Linked DNA regions of Triticum aestivum: region 2 is linked to region 1. The links are chromatin contacts, called in public Hi-C maps. All regions are on one chromosome and are shown on one strand. Each heading gives the region's core, a stretch centred on a gene start, on an enhancer-like site or on the middle of the called end of the contact. The rest is flanking DNA. Distances are from core to core; before and after follow the strand shown. Region 1 holds the start of LOC123051285 (probable LRR receptor-like serine/threonine-protein kinase At3g47570). Region 2 holds the start of LOC123051287 (UDP-glycosyltransferase 73C4).

Evidence for each region. Hi-C and Micro-C count contacts between places; a contact is called where the count stands out from the background.
Region 2: a Hi-C map of leaf shows a contact between it and region 1, with 5 times the contacts expected there. The contact joins the promoter of LOC123051287 here to the promoter of LOC123051285 in region 1. A contact is called at or near these places in 2 of 5 Hi-C or Micro-C datasets (both in leaf) and 1 of 1 datasets of contacts at active chromatin or transcription factors (leaf).

What each region holds. Positions count from the first base shown.
Region 1 is chr2D:30,064,930-30,068,448 of IWGSC CS RefSeq v2.1, forward strand. It overlaps LOC123051285 (probable LRR receptor-like serine/threonine-protein kinase At3g47570), which reads right to left and starts at 1,493. Exons shown (of 2, transcript XM_044474128.1): 1 at 1-1,493. The coding sequence starts at 773. LOC123051286 (a long non-coding RNA gene) reads right to left here and starts at 2,033. Exons shown (of 2, transcript XR_006423995.1): 1 at 1,491-2,033.
Region 2 is chr2D:30,374,024-30,378,086 of IWGSC CS RefSeq v2.1, forward strand. LOC123051287 (UDP-glycosyltransferase 73C4) reads left to right here and starts at 2,255. Exons shown (of 3, transcript XR_006423998.1): 1 at 2,255-3,514; 2 at 3,579-3,774.

The DNA of each region.
Region 1 (3,519 bases), core at 243-2,742:
CCTGATAAACTGTTGGAACTTAGGTCAAGCTCAAGTAGTTTTATAGTGTGACCTATAGTTTCTGGAATTAATCCTGATAGCTTATTTTGGCCGAGCAATATAGATGTCAGGGAAGAAACATTTCCTATTGAAGGAGGTATGCTTCCAGAGAGGAAGTTCTCTGTCAGGCAAAGAAATTTGAGTGCTGTGACCTTATGGAAATGTGGGATGAGTCCAGTGAAAGAATTCTTCTGGAGATCAACCTTAGTAAGCTTAGATAAGTTATCAAACAAAGTAGAAGGGATCTCTCCGGAGAGATTATTACGAGACAGTATAAGTGTGCTGAGTGAGGAACAATTGGTCAATGAGAGAGGGATACCACCGGTCAGACTATTATTGGCAAGATTCAGCGTATGGAGGTTTGGGAGCTTACCCAACTCTTCAGGGATGGTTCCCGACAGATCATTATTGGCAAGGTTCATCGAGGATAGAAAAGTCAAGTTGCCTACACATCCAGATATTTGCCCACTGAGACGAGCGGAGGTGAGGTTAAGTGAGACCACACGGGGTGGAAACTTTGTGCCGCAAATGACCCCTTTCCAGCTGCAAAAGTTAAGTGAGTCATCACTCCATGAATCTAGGATGCCAAGGGGATAAGAATTGATGCCGGACTTGAAGCAAAGGAGGGCCTGGCGATCAATCTCGGACTTGTTTTCTTGCGCTGCTTCGAGTGTTGTAGTGTTGAAGGAGAAAAGGATGAGAAAAATACAGAGTAGAGACAAAAATGAGGGCATGATGTTCAGAGCTTACAGGATGTGGAAGAACCAGGAAGTTGGGAGAACTTTAGGTTGGAGCTTGGGAGGTCCTGTGTGTAGAATGTGGATGCCATTTAAAGGATTTGTCTGCCGGAAGGAATGGGCCTGGAGTTATGCTACACTATTGACTTGACTTAACAAACAATGGTGGGCTGTCTCGCCCTGAATGTGTTGCAAGGGTAAAGAAAAGTAGAAGAATGAAACAAATATCTGTGGAAGAAAACGTGTGCAGACTGAGCTATGGATTGTGGCCAGTAGAATTTCAGTAAGCAAAATAAAAACTGGAAGAGGAAAGGTGAATTATTTTGACAGCGACACAAGGATGCTGTGAGACTAGTCCTGGCTCATACCTGATTGTAACCCTGCGGAGCACACATCAAACAGACACGATGAGCAAACCAAGAGGCGACACTAAGGCAAACCAAGCCATTGACTGATGCTGGAGTCGTCAGACTTGGTGGCATCGACTCAGAATACATAAACAGACCTGAACCACTCAAAGTGATTAGATATTTCTTCAGAGAGCAAACTGATTCAGAATTACAATTTCGTGATGCACAAACATGCTTCGTACAGCCGCCAATTTACAAACATGGGGTAACGTGGGATGGAACAATGCAAATTTCGGGTAGATAACCATATCGCAACCAATTTACATTCATCATGGAAAATTGGGAATCTAGCTGCAGGACTTACGGCATACAGGGCTCACTCGTCTTCCACGCCGCCGAAGCGAGGGCTTGCCTGCCAAGGAAATGGCTGCTGGGGTTTGACTCTCCGAGGCCCGAGGCGGAGGAGGCCTTGGGGGAGAGCGAATCCAGCTAGCCGCGGCCGCGCATCAGGAAGGAGAAACCCTAGGCGAGGCTCCCGCGGCGGCCCAGTGGTGGCGTTGTGACCGCGGCGCACGGGCTCGGGAGGTGTCGGCCGCGCGTTGAGGCGGCGAGGGAGGGAACTGCTGGAGGCGTTCGATGCCGGCCGGGGAGAAGGCAAGCGGCGTTCGAGGCGGCGGACGGCGGGGGAGCCGCCGGAGGCTCAAAGCCTCACACCGCCAGTCAGGTAACGGAGTCCGAGCACGAAGATCCAACAGCTGATAGTACATATTTTAGTTCTAGATGTATTTAGACGTATTTTAGTTTTAGAACGTCATTTTTATCCATTTTAATGATAAGTATCTTCAGATGAAGGGAGTATATAGATACTTGACTGCTGTAAACAGCCACAAGCTTATTCTTCCAGAACTCCAACTAGGATCATGCATCTAATAATTGCACGTTCTACATCGATAGACTATCTTTGCTAATCTGGTAGCGCCTTTCCATCCTGTCTGGTTCAGATAATGGGTATTCTCGAGACTCCAACTAGGATCATGTTCGAGGCCATCCTGAACGACTGCCCCTTCTCAGAGCATCTCCAGCCGTTTGGCCCCCAGGATGTCGAAAAAAAAGAGCGGCCTGGGGCGAACCGACGCTACATTGGTCCCTGGGGTTCGGTTCGCTCCCAGTCACAGGTCCCAGGGCGGCGAAGTTTGTTTCAATTTTTTGCAAACTCGGCGACTTTTGCATGAACTCGGCCATACTTCGTCGAAATTTGTACAAAAACTTAAAAACATGCATGAACTACGCCTAATAACTTATAAAAACGAATTAAAAAGCCTAGCCGCTGCCGCCGTCGTCGTCTACATGCCGAGAAGCCTGTAGAAGCGGGTGTAGTCGCCGCCGTCGCCGTCGTCGTGCGCCTCGCCCGCGGCGTCCCTGCCGCAAGCCTCGCCGGGGTCGCCGACACGTGGTGGGGCGCTTGACGGCCCGGCCTCGCCCTCGTCGTCGCTGTCGATGACGATAATGCCGCCCTCCTCGGCGCGGCGACGCTCCTCGGTGCGGCGACATGCCTCGACGCGGCTACGGGCCTGGGTCTCCAGGTACGCCCGACGCTGGCGACGCACCTGCTCGCGGACGTAGTCCTCCTTTGCCCATTTGAGGGCGGACTCGTCGTCGGGGGCCACCATGCCGGCGTGCTCCGGCTTCACGGGGAGCATGTCCGGCTCGGGCTTCGGCCGGACCAGGCGGAGGGAGCGCCTCGTGGGTGCCGTCGCAGGCGACGGCTCATTGATGATGAGGGCGCCGCTGCGAGCACGACACCAGAGCGATGTCCCCTCCGGCTCGGGCTTGACGGGGCGGAGGGCCGGCGAGCCGGAGCTCGACGACGAGGACGACCCCAGCTCCATTCGCCGCGGCATCCAGGAACTGCCGCGGCAGCGAGAGAAGGAGAGCCGCGTCGGGTACTCCAGCCGCGGCACATTGCCGGTCTCGATGTGGCCGAGGACGACGTCGAGTGTGCGGCTGGGGACGCCCACCACTCACGCCATCCTTCGGAGTTGAGGCGCCCGCGGGGGATGATGCCGTTGACGGAGGCGATCTGCTCCTCCCGGCGGCGCTTGAAGTACAACGTCCACAGTGCTTCACTGTCGAGCGCGTACCTCGGCTAGTTCCGCTGCTCCCCCGTCAGCGAGGAGCGGATGCGGGCGATCTCCGCCCGCCGTGCCGCCCCTTTGGGTACCGGCGGCACCGGGACGCCGCCGGCGCTCAGTCTCCACGCCCCCGGCACACGCATGTCCGGGGGCACCGGGTACTCGGCCTCGTACAGAAGGCGCGCCTCCGGCTCCTGGAGGTGTCGGGGGCCGAAACCGTTCGCCGCTGCGCCGTCGCCTGGGTATCTTTCCGCCATGGTT
Region 2 (4,063 bases), core at 1,005-3,504, 310 kb after region 1:
CTGAAATTGCAATGCACACACTGACCTCATATTAAAAATGAGTTGCCATTTAGTACGGCCAAATATGTTCAGATATCACAAGTCAGCGTGGCAAAACACGAAACTGGGTCTGCAGTACAATGAATTTGCCACATTATCCTGCCTACAACATGGCAACAACCATGCTGTGTTCACAGAAATACTTGCCACATGGAAAGCATATATATGGCAACTGACACAGTTGATGTGGAAATTAGTTGCCATCCAGTGGACATAGTTGCTGAAACTGACATGACAACCTAGTTACTATACTTTGCCATGCCACATTATCCTGTCAGTTGCCACAAGTCAGTGTGGCAAAACACAAATTTGGGTCTGTAGTAGAGTGAATTTGCCACATTATCCTGCCTACAACATGGCAACAGCCATGCTGTGTTCACAGAAATACTTGCCACATGGAAAGCATATATATGGCAACTGACACAGTTGATGTGGAAATTAGTTGCCATCCAGTGCACATAGTTGCTGAAACTGACATGACAACCTAGTTACTATACTTTGCCATGCCACATTATCCTGTCAGTTGCCACAAGTCGGCGTGGCAAAACACAAATTTGGGTTGTAGTACAGTGAATTTGCCACATTATCCTGCCTACAACATGGCAACAGCCATAGTGTGTTCACAGAAATACTTGCTACATGGAAAGCATATATGTGGCAACTGACACAGTTGATGTGGAAATTAGTTGCCATCCAGTGCACATAGTTGCTGAAACTGCAATGACTACCTATTTACTACACTTTACCATGCCTACAGCGTGGCAACAGCCGTAGCATGTGCACGAAATTAGTTGCCACATGGAAAACATATTTGTGGCAACTATCACAATCAATCAGGAAATTAGTTGCCATACGGTGCAGATAGTTACTCAAACTACCATGTTTGCATTCATACTGCACTTTGAAAAACAACTACCTAGATCTAGGGTTCAATGGCAACTATCATAACTTGAAATTCATCACCAAAATTCTCCCTGCACTGATCGCAAATAGCATTTCGAAGCAATGCGAACCTATCGGACAGAAAAACGACGGCCTAATCCCAAGGCACAACCAGGATGTGGCTCCAGACAGGCCGAACCACACCAGCATGACCGCCAGCGCGGCGGCGACGAAACTGCTCAATGCCACCAAAAACGGCAAGCACAAGACTACGCCGCCGGCGGGAACGCCGGCGCATCGCGAACCCGCCTGAATCTCGATGGATCTCGAGCGAAGCATCGACCACGGAGGGGAGGGGAGAAATGCAGGCAAGGATTTTGAGCATGGGAGGGAGCATTACCTTCAATCTGTAGGCGCTCCGGCGAAGACGCTCCGCTCCGGCGAGTCCCACCGACGGCCGCGAATGCCGTCGACTCTTCCGCCTCAGCCGTCGCCTTCTCCTCTCTCCTTCTTCTCCAATCGACTGAACTGCGGGGTGGGTTGTGCGAGTAACTGAGGGGAGGAGTAAATGGAACCATGAGGGGAGGGGGGCGAAGTGCGCGACGTGTTTGACGGCAACCACGGTCGGGCGTGGTGTGCGGGCGCAGAGCAGTTTCACCGCACGCCCCCGAGTGGCAACCGCTGACCGCGGGGAGGCAACCGGCGTGTAGGCGAACTGTGTCACACACCACACACACGTCTTGTCCTACGTGGCACACAAAATCAGTCAAAACGTGCCAAGATTCGTGCAGATACTGCTGGACGGTGATGAAGGCGTGTGGTTGAGATGGCTAACGCCCACACGTGTGGGCATTAACATTTCCAAAATTTAATGGAGTAAATATACTTCATTAAGGTTCACTCCTCTATTTTTTAAAGGGACCGGTTAGAGATGCCCTCACCAATATACTTCGTATAGATAGCGGTGTTTCTAGATTGACAATCGTGCGAGGATCGGAACATGGAAGTGTCAGGTGTAAACAATAGTATTCACGATTTTTTTCTTTTTTAAAAGGAGAAAGACCTCCTTTTCAAAAAAAAAGTTGTTGGGACTTGGGTGGTGTGTCACAGATTGGATTTTCAGCACCACATATGGTTGTTTCAAAATCTCAAGATTTGCTGCGTACGTGAGATGGAATATATAGTAATTTACTCATTAAAAATTCACCACGTGGTAGGCGTGCATTGAGCTACTAGCCTACTACTACTAGTTTATTCTTTCAATCAATCGCCACTGAGCAAGTCCAACATCTACTCCTACTTATACCATTCACACGCAGGTAACCTTCCGCTAGCAGTAGTAATTCGCAAAGAAAATGGCCTCTACGGAAACCACTGGCAGCAGCAAGAAGCTGCGCGTGCTCCTCATCCCCTTCTTCGCCTCCAGCCACATCGGACCCTTCACCGAGCTCGCCGTTAGCCTTGCGACGGCCAGACCACAGGCCGTAGAGGCCACCATCGCGGTGACGCCGGCGAACGTGCCGCTCGTCCGGTCGTTGCTCCAGCCGCACGAGAACGGCAGTGGCATACCGGTGAAGGTGGCGACGTACCCGTTCCCGGCCGTGGACGGCCTCCCCAAGGGCGTCGAGAACCTCGGTGCGGCAGCGCAGGCCGACGCATGGCGCATCGACGTGGCTGCGCTGAGCGATACACTGATGCGGCCCGTCCAGGAAACGCTCATCAGGGCGCAGTCACCGGACGCGCTCGTCACCGACGTGCACTTCATGTGGAACGCCGGCGTCTGCGACGAGCTCGGCGTGCCATGCGTCACGTTCAACGTCATCGGTGCCTTCTCGACGATCGCGATGCGGCATCTATTGGGCCGCGTTTCCAACGGCGAGCCGGAGGTGGTGACCACCATCCCTCGGTTTCCGGCCCCCGAGATACGAGTGCCGGCGGTGGAGCTGCCGGAGTACTTGAGGAGCCAACGGAAGGGTGGCCAATCCACCTTCCACCGGCTCTATGCGGTGCAAGGTGACTGCTTCGGGCTGGCCGTCAACACGTCACCAGCTCTGGAGGAGCACTACTGCGGGATGTACGTGGGCAATGGCTACGCGAAGCGTGCGTACATGCTAGGCCCGCTGTCACCGCGACTGCCGTCGTCACCGGAAGCCGGCGACTCACGGTACACCGACTGGCTTGACTCGAAGCCGAGCCGGTCGGTGGTGTACCTGTGCTTCGGCAGCCTCGCCCACGTCTCCGACGCTCAGCTGGACGAGCTCGCTCTCGGGCTCGAGGCCTCAGGGATGGCGTTCCTGTGGGTGGTGAGGACGGACAAGTGGTCTCCCCCGGAGCGGTGGCACGAGCGTGTTGGAGGCAGGGGAATGGTGGCCACCGCCTGGGCTCCGCAAAGGGCTATCCTGGGGCACCGGGCGGTGGGGGCCTTCGTGACGCACTGCGGATGGAACTCCGTCCTGGAGACGGTGGCGGCGGGCGTGCCGGTGCTCACATGGCCCATAGTGTTCGAGCAGTTCATCACCGAGAGGCTGCTCACGCAGGTCCTAGGGATCGGGGAGCGGCTGTGGCCGGACGGCGCCGGCGTTCGGAGCACGAGGTATGAAGAAAACGAGGTAATCCCCGCCCAAGATGTGGCACGGGCATTGACGACCTTCATGCAGCCTGGAGGGCCGGGGGATGCGGCGAGGAGAAGAGTCATGGAACTGGCCGCCAAGGTTCACGCCGCGGTGGCGGAAGGAGGATCCTCCGACCGTGATCTGCACCGCTTGATAGATGACCTCATGGAAGCTGCCGGTGCCGGTGCCGGAAGGACGACGATATGAAGTCAGACTTGCTCAAAATCCTTACTATTGAATGGTCGGTCAGTCTCATCAGCTATCTTATCTCACCTGTATGCCTGAGTTCGTATAATTTTGTAAGTTGTTTGCTTTTCATCTTTTCTTTTCTGGGCTGTAGCCCGGTGGCAAGGACACAGTTGTGCATCCTTACGGATCGAGGTTCTACAACCGTCCGAAGCGAATTTTCACGAAATCACCCGGATCAGCTTCTTCTATAAAAATATGTCGTGGGTAGTGTCCATGGATCTTTTTTTCTTCTTTTCTTTACAATCACCTTTTTCCTTGTAAGAAATCCAAACGAAGCCTTA